2 separate regions of the Sus scrofa genome follow, and region 2 is linked to region 1. Evidence: chromatin contacts called from public HiChIP or PLAC-seq data. All regions are on one chromosome and are shown on one strand. Each heading gives the region's core, a stretch centred on a gene start, on an enhancer-like site or on the middle of the called end of the contact. The rest is flanking DNA. Distances are from core to core; before and after follow the strand shown.

Region 1 (6,795 bases), core at 2,023-4,522:
TTTTTTTTTTTTTTTTTTTTTGTCTTTCTAGGGCCACACTTGCGGCACATGGAGTTTCCCAGGCTAGGGGATCAATCAGAGCTGTAGCCACCGGCCTACACCACAGCCACAGCCACACCAGATCCAAGCTGTGTCTGCAACCTACACAGCTCATGGCAACACCAGATCCTTAACCCACTGAGCAAGGCCAGGGATCGAACCTGCAACCTCATGGTTCCTAGTCAGATTTGTTTCCACTACACCACGATGGGAACTCCTCAATTTTCTTTAAACAGCTCATGAAGCCAGAAAGAAAATCCCTACAATAGCTTGGCTTGTGCCCTCTGAAGCTTGTGCAGGCAGAGGCTGGTGGTGGATCCACATCTGGACAAGTCTGACGCTGGCAGCTGCATTTGCAACAGCCTACACCCCTAGAATTTGTTGTGGCAAATCCTATGTGTTTCCTATAGACGGGCAAGAGAGAAGGCCAACTACAAGCCTTGTTAAAGCCCACAAGGGCCACCTGGGCAGACAAAGGACCAATTGCAGGTAGTGGGGGATTCCAGAAAACAGGGTTTAAGGTAGCAACTGGAAGCAGCAAAACTGAGATGTCACCACCTAGGTCAAGGAAACTACAGGTAAAAGAGACTCTCAAAAGCACTGCATGGAGTGTCAGCTCCAAACTCCCGTCAAGCTCAAAAGGACCTTTCCTGCCCCGTCTTTATTTTCACCGCCCCCCCTCCACCAACACTGATGACTCTGAAGCCTCAGCCTTGAGAGGTATCGAGGAAGTAAGATGGCGAAATGGAGAAGTGAACCACTCTCCTCTCCAAAAGCAGGAGCCAGAAGCAAGCTCAAGAGGGGAAGCGGGGGAGCCTTTTGAGTTAAGTTCGGAGTTTTGAATATTAATATGAACTGGACATCTAGGCTATTTATTGCAACAAGTTTGTCCTGGTGACTAGATGTAACTTGAGGGCAAGCAAAGATTTAAAAGATGAGTGGGAATGAAGACATACAACCATTTTCCGACTGCACCAGGCTTCTTGAAGGAAGCTCTGCCTATCTAGTATAATAGTTACACTACAAAGCAGGGCAGTGCCTTAACACAGCAGCTGTTAAGATGATTATGAACCACCTTGGGATTTTCAAAAAGCAACTACGAGTTCCCATCATGGTTCAGCAGTAATGAACCCGACTAGCATCCACGAGGACACGGATTTGACCCCTGGCTTCGCTCAGCGGGTTAAGGATCTAGTGTTGCCATGAGCTGTTATAGGTCGCAGACACAGCTCAGATCCCAAGTTGCTATGGCTGTGGTGTAGACTGGCAGCTGTAGCTCCAATTTGACCCCTAGCCTGGGAACCTACATATGCCACAGGTGCGGCCTTAAAAAGACAAACACCGTCACTGATAAAGAGCACAGCCCTCTTGTCCCCACTCCCACAAAAATTATGTTTACCGTCTCCTCCAGCTTTTTCTTTGGGCTCTTTTCTCATTCTTTCTCACTGGCACACTTCCCATTGTTAAAAGCCCAGCTCCTAGAGCTCCAAAGCCTTCCCAAAAGCCCAGGCATGGATCTCTCCCTCCTGCGCAGCTGAGCCTAACTCCTGCTTTTTATTTCCTTTACAGCTCAGCTTCGGTGCTTCATCCTCCAAAGTCCTCTCACGAGGCGGCCCCCTCCACCCCAAGTCGGGGTGAGACAGACTTCCTCTGTGTCCCCACAGCCCTCATAATTCTCCAAGGGTTGGCCATACCATGCTGCTTGCAATTTACCTGTCTCCCCCACTAGACGACGAGTCCCCTGAAAGCAGAAAATGTGTGGATCTTGCTCACAGTGGAGCAGCCAGCTCCAAGCTTGGGCTGGCATGTTTTCATAGCTCAATGAACAAGTGAAAAGGAGGGACAAAAGCCAGTCATCATGTACTCCCTGCTCATGATTCCATCTTCGGGTCTTGTGCTAACTGTTCTTTGCACCCGCTGCTTCCCCAACCAATGTTCTCAGGCAGGCTCAGCCATGGGTCCTATCCGTCAGTTTGTACACTCCTCTATAGAAGCAGTAACCTGCAGCTCACTTATCTACCCCACTTGATTTTGAATTTTTTTTTTCTTTTTAGGGCCACACCCAAGGCATATGGAGGTTCCCAGGCTAGGAATCCAATCAGAGCTGCAGCTGTCAGCCTACAACACAGCAACACAGGATTTGAGCCACACCTGTGACCTACACCACAGCTGACGGCAACACAGGATCCTTAGCCCACTGAGTGAGACCAGGGATTGAACCTTTGTCCTCATAGATGCTAGTCAGATTCGTTTTCACTGAGCCGCAATTCACTGAACTCTGACCCTGAACTTCCTGAGAGCAAGGAATTCTCTGTACGCCCATAAAATACAACGGGAGGTGTGTGTGAATGAAGCTTATAAATTAACTGATGAATTTAAATAAGCTTCTTCTGAACAGCAACCCTATCTTTATTTCTGGCCAGGTAGATTCTGAGTAAATCCACTTAACCGAGCTCAGCCAGTTTCTTTACCCCTTCAGCAGAAACATTATTCTGGGTTCACGTTATTACTGGGCAGACCTGAGGAGTAAGGACTGGCAACTCATCACCTGTTTCTGCATCTATAACGTGGGGCTGCTTCCCTCTAAACTCAGGAAGAGTAGATCAGTGTTGCACACAAGATCAGTGCTCAGGGTGTCTCTAAAGCTTTCTAAACTGCAGTGGAAGGTTCTGGTTACCAGGAAGGATGACAACACTGGAGGGTGGACCGGGTCTGTGTGAGCAGGGGCGGGGCAGGGGTGCACCGAAGTGATGATTAGGAGAGCCCCCATTTTTCCACCCGTAATCCCAAGATTTTCGGCCTCCCCGTCCCTCTTTCCTTTCCAAAGCTTTCCAGGGCTCGGAGCCCCTCCCGCCTCCAGGGGCAGGAGGGGTAGGTTTGGCCGAGTCCGGGCCCGGGGCGCCAACTCGGCCGGTCTCCCTGTCAGAGCCTCTGTCTGGGGCCCCACCTGCAAAATGGCTCCTCTAAGGCTCTTCCAGCCTCAAGCCCGTCTTCTTCCACCTCTCGGGTGCAGACTCTCCCTCCCACTCCGACCGCGTCTCCCGACCCGCGCTATGACCTAGCCCTGGACCCGGCTCCGGGCGCGTCCCACCGCCCGCCACCGCTACAACCCGGATGCGGCCGAGACACCGCGAGATCCGGGAGGTGGGGCGCCGGAAGTCGGGCCAGTCTCGCGAGACCTGGCGGAGCGGAGCCGGGAGGGCCTGTGGAGTGTGGAGGTCGTTGGAGTCACTTTCTTGCTGCCAGCTCGTTTGCCGGCCGGTCCTCTCCCCGCACGCCCCAGCCATGCTCTCCGCCCTCGCCCGGCCTGCCGGCGCCGCTCTCCGCCGCAGCTTCAGCACCTCGGCCCAGGTAGGCCCTGCGAAGCAGAGGCTCCCCTGCGTAGGCCACGTGTGTTGCTGGCTCGCTAGCAGCCTGACTCCCAGGTCAGCCTGGACCGCGGGGCCGCCCGGTGCCGACCCGCGGCTGTGGCCCCCTCGGCCGGCCCTGATACCCCGCAGGAAGTGCGGGAGTAGGGGAGAGGCAACTCTAGGACCGATGCGCTTCTCCGAGCCCCACAGCTCGCCTCCAGGTCCTCCAGAGGGCCTGCTCCTTCCAGGTTGAAAAGCCAGGGCTCTCGAGCCGAAAGCCACTTATTTTCCATAGTACTTTGAGAGACTAACCTCGTTCTTCCTGCAGCGTCTGTACAAATAGTGTGTAATTTTTAACTCCGTAGTGCAGATAAACGCTGAAGGTAGAGCACTGGTTCAAGGTTACACAGTCTTTCGGCCAAAGTTTTAAAATTCAGCTCTCCTGACCACCGTCAGTGACTTTTGGAACAACAAGCTTTTCCTCTAAGAATCTGAAGACGCTGCTTCCTCTTAAGGACCTTTTGAAGGCTCCTTCCTGCTGCCGGCGGACTGGGCCGGCCCCCACGCGGTGTAACAGTACATGATGTGGGCCTGGGACTACTTAAGCCTAACCTATTTTTAGCCGTCTTCTAGGGCAGCGATTCTCAAACTCTGGTGTGAGTTAGGATCACCTGGAAGCTGATGACGATCGGAGGCGAAGGCTCATTAAAGGAGGTTGGGATCCGGGCCTAAGTATTTTTACCAAGTGATTCTCATATAGCCAAAGTCTGAGAAGCCTGGAGATACCCACATTGCCTCTTAGGTACCACACCCAAAGGGGAGGTGGTTATTGAATGAGATTCCTCATTTCTTGTTTAGCTTCTGTCTTTCAGATCAGTTTGCTGTGAGTGGAATTCATTTTTAAAATATAGAAATAAGCGCATTGAGTATTCATGTTTGCCAAAAATTGTCCTTGGGGCTGCAAGTGATACCATGATGGCTGCACTTTGGCCAACAAGGAGTAAATGTAGGATAGGTGGAGGGGATGAAGATAGATGCTGAGGAGTGGGGAAGGGAACGCAGTGAAGCTAAGGCAATGGGATTCGCTGACAGGTGATTTAACGAAGGGTATTGAGAGAAAGGGGACCATGGAGGACAGCAAGGCTTTGGGCTTTCGAGTTGAGGTGTGCCAAGATGATACAGATTGTTAGAAGAAAAGGAGATGGAAGGGGCAGATATCCGGAGCTCAGAATTGATTTGTGTTGTTTAAAATGCCTATTCAGGAGTTCCCATCATGGCTCAGCTGTAACCCGACTAGTATCCATGAGGATGTGGGTTCGATTGCTGGCCTCTTTCAGTGGGTTAAGGATCCGGAGTTGCTGTGGCTGTGGGGTAGGCTGTCAGCTGCAGCTCCCATTCTGCTCCTAGCCTTGGGACTTCATATGCTTCAGGTGCGGCCCTAAAATGAAGAAGAAAAAGAAAAAGCCTATTGGATGTACAGGAGGAAATGTTGAGAAGGCAGTTTTTTTTTTAAGTCAGAAAGATGAGCTTAAGCCAAATAGTACATTGCCCTGCAGAGACCTTTGGATCGCGTATCCTTATCAGGAAAAAAATGTGATGAACATTCAACCTAAATGTATTTATTTTTCTCTATATGTACTAATAAATATAACACACACAACAAATTTTAAAAGTAACTATAACAGATTTTAAAAAGCAAGCTTGTAAGTGAAGTGTTAGAATATATCCATTTTCAAAGCCAGCTGCCAAATAGCACTGTTGACAACTACTCCTCCACCTGGAAAAGGTCATCAGATTAGGAGACAGTGCATTTACAAAGAGATCGAGAGCTAACCCGCAATACCAAAGGTCCTTATCTACCGTAAAGATTCCACCTCCTACAAACTGTGGGGGGGGGGTGTTCGTTTCATTTTTTGCTGCACCCGTGGCATGTGGAAGTTTCCTCCTATATGTCCAATGGGCCGAAGCCACTGCAATGACACCTGACCCTTAACCCACTACACCACAGGAGAACTCCCCAGTGTTTTTGTAAATATTGACTAAGTTGACGAAATCTCATAATATGCAAACACAAAACATCACTTCACCACACTGAAAGCAATCCCATCCTCCCCCACTGCTCCCCTGTGTTGTGTTCATCTTGTGTGTCCCTGATTCACTAAGGGACCCTAGTTGAGGGCACAGGTAGGTAGGTCTGTTTCTTGGTAGAGTTTAATTCTTTACCTGTTAGATAAAAACAAAAGCACAAACTTTGACACTTAGGTCCTCACGGCCGTGGAACTGGCTTGTGCGTCCCAGGTCGGAGCGCGTCAGTCTTGGGAGCCAGGCTGAGTCATCTGGGCGGGGGGAGGACCTTGAGAAGATTTTGTTGAGCAAGGAGACGATTAAAGTTTGAATTTTGAGAAGGACGGTATCGGCGTGGGGCTGAGGACCTAAGTTAGATGGTGGGATCTGTAGAAATCAAGGGCAGGTCGGGAAGACGTCTGAGATGCCAAGTCCTTCGTGCCCTAACCGACTGTCTCTGATCAGGGAAGAGGCAGGAGGTAGTTCGGCAGGTTTGGGTTTGGGTGAGCGCAGGTGCCATTTGGGAACAGGGGTGGGAGAGTTATTAGGATAAACTTGTTTACAGAGTTGGGTTTGTGGGACGTTGGTGCCTAACAAAACCGGGAATGTAGGGTTGGAATTGGGGAGTCCCTAGGATTGGAGACAAGATGGGGGAGTGATCATTGAAGATCTGGAGGTGGGTGAGGTGGCCAGCCCTCAGGTTCTCAGTTGGTCTGACTCGTTTTCCATGAAGTCAAGTGTCCGCCTTTAAAGCACCAGCTTAAAAAAAAAAACATGAATTCCATTCTTAGTTGTCGTCTATGCTTTTTAGAAATTTTAACGTCCCCAAGCAGATTACACCATGTGGGATTTTGGGGGGTTGGCTTGAGTTTTGATGGGCTTGATTTTTGGGGTTGATGGAAGCCCATTATTTGTAGCATCCGTTTCTCCCTTTGTCTCCTCCTCCCCTGGCAGTTGCCTGCCTGCTCCCCAGGAATCGGCCCCCTTCACATGTGTGAGTCGATTAGAAACAGCTTCACTGAGGTTGGCTGCGATTTTGGTGAGGCCTACAGGGAGGAGTGCCTTTTATCTAATGGAAGTGAGCTTGGGGGCAGGGCTTAGCTTTAAGGCAGCCCTTTGCCCTCAAATCCTGTGCATCTCACTGCTTGGCCTGTCAAGAGTTGGCAGGGGTCTGCTTCACGCTGGTAGGACCGGCTCACAGGTGGGAGCTCGTAAACATTTGTTGAGTTTTTTAAACTGCAGATGGAAGATAGGGCTGCTGTCGCCAGTCCCAGAGGCCAGTTGAGTCAAGTCTGCTCCCCTTTGGGAGGGTGGAGGCGGAATAAGCCCAGACTGTCGCACG
Region 2 (6,942 bases), core at 394-2,893, 200 kb before region 1:
GCTGCACCATGACTGGAACTCCCCAAAGAAGCTTACATTCTGAGCTACTGGGGGTTAGAACTTTAACAGAGGAAAACAGTTCAACCCGTAACAGTCACTTTTAAGGGATCTTAAGGAGGCAGTTCATTCTGAAAACTAAATAAAAAGAATCAATCGGAGTTCCTGTCGTGGCACAGCAGATACGAATCTGACTGGGAACCGTGAGGTTGCGAGTTCAATCCTTGGCCTCGCTCAGTGGGTTAAGGATGCGGCATTGCCTTGAACTGTGGTGTAGGTTGCAGATGTGGCTTGGATTTGGCGTGGCTGTGGCTGTGGCTGGCAGCTACAGCTCCAATTCGACCTTTAGCCTGGGAACCTCCATCACTCAGCTGATGATTGTTGAGCTGAGTGATGAGTCCATGAAAGTTTACGATACTATTCTCTCTATTATGTGTATGTTTTTAATATCCTATAATACAAAGGGGGACAAAAGTCATATAGTATTTCATGCTAAAAATATTGTAAAAATAGGAGTTCCTGTCGTGGCACAGTGGTTAATGAATCCAACTAGGAACCATGAGGTGGCAGGTTCGACCCCTGGCCTTGCTCAGTGGGTTAGGGATCTGCTGTTGCTGTGAGCTGTGGTGTAGGTGGCAGATGCAGCTTGGATCCCACGTTGCTGTGGCTGTGGTGTAGGCTGGTGGCTACAGCTTCGATTAGACCCCTAGCCTGGGAACCTCCATAGGTGGCAGGAGTGGCTCTAGAAAAGGCAAAAAGACAAAAAAAAAAAAAAAAAAAAAAAAAGTAAAAATAAATAATATGGAAATGCATATTTTGTAGATAGCAGAGACACCTGCTTCTGGCTGGCGATAATGTCCAATGATGACATCCCACGCCGTTTCCACAAGGGCTCTCGGTAAAGCCTGAGGCATCTTAAACACGATGTGCTCCAGACGCCTCCTCAGAGATTCCAAATGTGGCTCTAGATACACAGGCATTGGAATAAAACCATTGCAGGAGATGTGGGAGCGGAGGAAGCAGTATTCCTGCTCCGCCTATGCCTTCCTGGAACAGGGACAACGCCATGGAAATTAACTCTTATAAGAAAGAGAAAGAAAGAAACCTGAGAGGCATTGCCACGGAGAGTATCTTGCGATCCTAGTTGGGGTTCTCGTTGGAACAAACCAATGACCAAAAGACATTTTTGAGATAACTGGGGTAATTGAACACAGATTGTTCATTAGGTGATACTAAAAATGTGTTGATTTTGACTTTGTTTTTTTTGTTTGTTTGTTTTTGTTTTTTGCCATTTCTAGGGCTACTCCTGTGGCATATGGAGGTTCCCAGGCTAGGGGTCTAATCAGAGCTGTAGCCACCGGCCTACGCCAGTCACAGCAACGTGGGATCCAAGCTGCGTCTGCCACCTACACCACAGCTCATGGCAACGCCGGATCCTTAACCCACTGAGCAAGGGCAGGGTTCGAACCCGCAACCTCATGGTTCCTAGTCGGATTTGTTAACCACTGCGCCACAACGGGAACTCCAAAAATGTGTTGATTTTGAGGGATGTCGGAATGGTCACGATGATTATATTCTAATGACATTGTGATGATTTACCCCCCCGCCCCCGTAGTTACTAAAGCAGAAAACTGAAGTGAAAGAGGCCAGACACTGAAGGTCACGCAGAGGATGAGATATCCAGGAAAGTAAATCCGAAGAGACAGACAAGAGATCCGTGGTTGCCGGGGGCCGTGGGAAAGGCGTGAGTGTTTATGGGCATGCGGGTTTCTTTGGGGCTGATGAAAATGCTTTGAAACGAGACAGAGCTGGTGGTTGCACAACGTTGTGAACGCACGAAATGCCCCTGAGATACATACATACTTTGAGATGGTTAATAGGTGACGTTTACCTCAATTTTTTAAAAAGAGAAAAATAATGCAGGAGAGATGAATAGATGGACATAAAGGAAACGGGACTGGCCAGACATGGATTATTATTGAAGCTAGAGATGGGTATTTGGGGTTTCATTATACTATTCTCTTGACTTGCATATGTTTTAAATGTTTCATAACAGATGTGTGTGTGTGTGTGTGTGTGTGTGTGTGTGGACGGTCTCAGGGATACTAAAGACACTGGTGTTAGAGTTGCAGGGGGAGATTTGAACAAAATAGCTTCATGAACTCAGAGAGTGGAAAATCTGGTGTTTGTAAATTAATACATTGCTATATATATATAACATACATTTTTTAAATAAGCACATACCAAAATTGATAAATACCATTTCACAAATGTTACAAATATATTACAAAGAGGCATCCCCCTCCTGAAAATGTGTACATTCAAGTGGGGAAAAAAGACCCTTTCTTTGAGGCTTTTTCAGAAGCAGCTTCGTCTTTGTGGGCTGCTTTTATTCCAGCACTTCGTGTATAGTTCTGGAACAAACAAGAGGAGCCTGCCATTAGAAAGGGGACCTGGTGGTCTAGCAGTCAAGGATTGGACATTGTCACGGTCAAGGCTCGGTTCCCGGCTCTGGTGTGGGGTCGATCCATGGCCTGGGAAATTCTGCATGTCGTGTGTGCGTCCAAAACACAACACAAAGCAAGAAAGGCGTCGTCCTTCCTGGAGCAGAGCCACATCCCACTGCTTCAGCTCGCATGTGTTTGTCTGTTTTGACTGCCCTCGAAACATGCAGAAGCCAGTCTTCACTCTGTGGGCTGCACCCAGTGGGCTGGGGTGGACTCGGCTCACAAGCCTCGGTCTGCTGACTCTGATTCAGACCCTCCCGGCTGCGTCTCGGGGAGGCTGCAGCCAGAGTCCCTGGGTACCCGTCCACCCACAGGATCCCGTCCAACGCTGCTCTTGCCCAATTCCCAGCCCCAACCCTCTGCAGGAGCTGGTTTCCAAAGAAACTGTGTTAGTCAAGATTCTCAGCGAAACAGAACCATTCGGGTGTAATGCTACGGAGAGAGAAATAGAGACTTATTTTACAAAATTGCCTCACACGATGGTGGTTGCTGACAAGTCCAAAATCTGTAGGGCAAGATGGCAGGCTGGAAATTCAGGCTGCGGTTACAGCGTTGAGTCCCAGCTCCACAGCGCAGCAGACTGGCAGCTCAGGGAGTGTTTCTATGTCACAGGCTGGAGGAGAAATCCTTCTTTTGAGGAACCCTCAGGCTTTGCTCTCTCTCTCTTTTTTTTTTCTGCCTCACCTGTAGCATGTGGAAGTTCCCAGGCCAGGGATCAAAACTGCGCCACAGCAGTGACTGGAGCCACTTGGCAGTGACAGTGCCCGATCTTTAACTACTAGGCCACCAGGGAACTCCAGGCTTTGCTCTTAAGGCCTTCAACTGATTAGATGAGGCTTAATCATATTGCAAAGAGTGATGCACTTCCCTCATCGTCTTCTGATTTTAACGTTTAGTCACATCTGAAAGATACCTTCGCATGGGCTCTCCCGTTGTGGCTCAGCAGGTTACAAACCCAACTCATATTCTTGAAGGGGAGGGTTCGATCCCTGGCCTCGCTCAGTGGGTTAAGGATCTGGCATTGCCATGAACTGTGGTGTAGGTCCCAGATGTGCCTCGGATCCCGTATTGCTGTGGCTGTGGCTCTGGCGTAGGCCAGTAGCTGCAGCTCCGATTCAACCCCTAGCCTGGAAACTTCCATATGCCATATGTGCAGCCCTAAAAAGCAAAATACACACACACACACACACACACACACACACACACACACACACACACACACATGCACACACACATCTTCACTGCCACATCAAGACTGGTGTCCAGCCAACACCTGGGCATCTTAGCCTAGCCACGTTGACACATGAAATGAACCGTCCCATTACCTCTGCCCCAGAACCCAGGTGCGTGGGCCTGAGGCCAGGAGAAAGGGAGAAGACCTTCGCCTCCCTTCAGTCCGAGTCCTGCTTCTCCACCCTTCAGGCTTCGTCCAAGGACTGGCCTCTTTCCAGAATGGCTGCCAGTGAAAATTCTACCCCGTCCAGGGGAAGCATGACGCCCAGCCACAGCGACGCTCAGCACTGCGTCAGGATGATGAGATTCGAACTCGAGTTTCAGCTCGGCTGCTCACCTGCGGTGGGGCCTGTGTGTTCACCAGCTCCAGGCCTCCAGCTGACCCCTGGACCCTGTAGAACGAAGCAGACGCTCAACAGATGCTTTTGCCTTGCCTGAGCTTTAGGAAGCCTTATCTGATCCAAAAATAGCTGTATTTCCCCAGGCCAGTCCTCCCTGCCCCTTTTTCTATCCCCGTCCCAGCTTTGCGTCAGAGTATCTTTCAGCCCAAAGAGCAGCCGTCGGGTGTTTGTAGCTGGAACCCAAAGTGGAAAGTGGGTCTCCCTTTCTAGTAATACGTGATCATTGATAAGGTCGCCACACGCCAGACATGGTAAAAATTCTACCTAACCTTCCAAACGGTTCTAGGTCTTTTCGGCTCCAAGCCTCTGTTGACGGATGTTCCCAAGTTCTGTGGGACGTGGGGGTTCCGCTCTGCGTCTTTGACATCTCTGCCACCAGTACTTTTGCCTCAAACATTATCACCGCATGGCCCGTGGGCTGGAAGGCATTTTTGCCAGGAAAGAGCAAACAGCTGGTTGACAGCCGGTTTGACAGTTTGGTTTCAACCGGTGGAAATGAATTAGCGTTTTTCCCTCTCGGCAGCATCATGGATGGCTTGGTGGAGCTGACAGATGACAATGATCAGCCCCGGGAGCTGGTTTCTTATTTTGAAACCCCCTGCGTGGGAGGAGACAGGGGGCGAAGGCTTGCGAGGCACAGAGTTGAAACCCCATTTCCCACAGCACTTCGGAACATCTATCCACAGACATGCGACACCATGCCAAGAACACCGTGGTGTGGGGGCTCCTCCCAGCGCCGCACAGAGCTCGGAGACAAGGACGCACCCTCGTACCTGGAAACCGATACCTCTCTTGAAAGGAGGAATTTTATTTTTATTTATTTATTTTATTTTATTTTTGGTCTTTTTGCCATTTCTTGGGCCGCTCTCGCGGCATATGGAGGTTCCCAGGCCAGGGGTCTAATCGGAGCTGTAGCCACCAGCCTACGCCAGAGGCACAGCAACTCAGGATCCGAGCCGCGTCTGCAACCTACACCACAGCTCACGGCAACGCCGGATCGTTAACCCACTGAGTGAGGCCAGGGATCGAACCCGCAACCTCATGGTTCCTAGTTGGATTCGTTAACCACTGTGCCACCACGGGAACTCTGAAAGGAGGAATTTTAGCGAAAAAGGAAAACAGTGTGATGAAGCCACAGGCAGAAAACTGTATGGAACCATGAATGGACAACTTCGAAGACCAGGGGTTGAGCCCAAGCCACAAAATAACATCGGTCATTTGCACGGTATTGCCGTGAACCTACACAAACGTTCAGTTTATTCCGACACTTCGTATTTTGCAATAAAGCCCTTTTAATTTTGTGACTCAGGTTTCCTGTGTCTGTGTGTCCTTCTCAATGTCCCGCTTTGATTCTTTGTTATTTAGTCTTTTATAACAAAATTGCTCTATGGCCAATTAGTTCTGCGGGAAGAAGTGTCTGCAGCAAAATGCTTGTGGCAAAGATATTTATGGCAAAGAGATTATGGGAAAATACCAGACCGGGGATTTCCCCATTCTGGACACTTCATATAAATAGAATGAATGGCCTTTCGTGACTGATTTCTCTCACTTAGCTTAATTTTCTCAAGGTTCATTAATGTCGTAACATGTGTCAGGCCTTTGTTCTTTTTTATGGCTGAATAATGTTTTGTTTATGGATCGACCACTTTGTTCATCCACTTATCGGTGACGAAACCCTTGGTGTTTCAACATCATGGCTGTTGTGCATCGTGTGCTATGAACATGCTTTCTAGTACACGCTTTCGTGTGGCTGTGTTTTCACTTGGCTTGGTGGATAACACAGTTTTATTTTTATTATTTTAAATGATTTTTACGTTTTCCACTGTCGTTGGTTTACAGCGTTCTATCAGTTTTCCGCTGTACAGCAGGGTGACCCAGTCTCACATCCATAATATATACATTCCTTCTCTCACATTATCTTCCACCACGCTCCATCATAAGTGACTAGACATAGTTCCCAGGGCTATGCAGCCGGAGCTCATTGCTTCTCCATTCCAAAGGCAAGAGTTTGCATCTACGAACCCTTTTCTGTGGAAAGGTTCATTTGCACGGTGTATTGGATTCCAGGTATAAGTGATATCATATGGTATTTGTCTTTCTCTTTCTGACTGACTTCACTTAGAGTCTCTAGTTCCTCCATAGTTGCTGCAACTGGCACGATTTTGTGTTTTTTTATGGCTGAGTAGTATTCCACTGTGTATATACACCACATCTTACTCCCTTCATCTGTCGATGGACATTTAAGTTGTTTCCGTGTCTTGGCTACTGTGACTAGTGCTTCAGTGAACATGCAAGTACATGTGTCTTTTTCAAGGAAAGTTTTGTCTGGATAGATGCCCAAGATTGGAATTGCTGGGTCATACGGTAGTTCTACGTATAGTTTTCTAAGGTACCGCCATACTGTTTTCCATCGTGGTTGTACCAATTTACATTCCCACAAGCAATGTAGGAGGGTTCCCTTTTCTCCACACCCCCTCCAGCATTGGTCATTTGTGGACTTATTAATGATGGCCATTCTGACTGGTGTGAGGTGGTACCTCATGGTAGCTTTGATTTGTGTTTCTCTAATAATCAGGGATGTTAAGGGTTTTTTCATGTGCTTGTCACTATCTGTATATCTTCTTTGGAGAAATGTCTACTCAGGTCTTTGGCCCGTTTTTCAATGGGGTCGTTGGGTTTTTTGCATTGAGTTGTATGAGTTGTTTGTATATTTTAGAGATGAAGCCCTTGTCAGTTGAATCGTTTGAAACTATTTTCTCCCATTCTGTAAGTTGTCTTTTTGTGGTTTTTTTTGTTTGTTTGTT

The links. HiChIP or PLAC-seq counts read pairs in DNA pulled down with a chosen protein or histone mark.
Region 2: a contact with region 1 is called in an H3K27ac HiChIP or PLAC-seq map of alveolar macrophages. The contact joins the promoter of RHBDD2 here to the promoter of MDH2 in region 1. A contact is called at or near these places in 1 of 5 promoter capture datasets (liver) and 2 of 2 datasets of contacts at active chromatin or transcription factors (alveolar macrophages and skeletal muscle).

Annotation. Positions count from the first base shown.
Region 1 is chr3:10,129,182-10,135,976 of Sscrofa11.1, reverse strand. It overlaps MDH2 (malate dehydrogenase 2, NAD (mitochondrial)), which reads left to right and starts at 3,272. Exons shown (of 9, transcript NM_001244153.1): 1 at 3,272-3,390. The coding sequence starts at 3,325. It overlaps STYXL1 (serine/threonine/tyrosine-interacting-like protein 1), which reads right to left and starts at 4,469. Exons shown (of 15, transcript XM_021086298.1): 1 at 3,702-4,469.
Region 2 is chr3:10,324,339-10,331,280 of Sscrofa11.1, reverse strand. RHBDD2 (rhomboid domain-containing protein 2) reads left to right here and starts at 1,643. Exons shown (of 5, transcript XM_021086310.1): 1 at 1,643-1,741.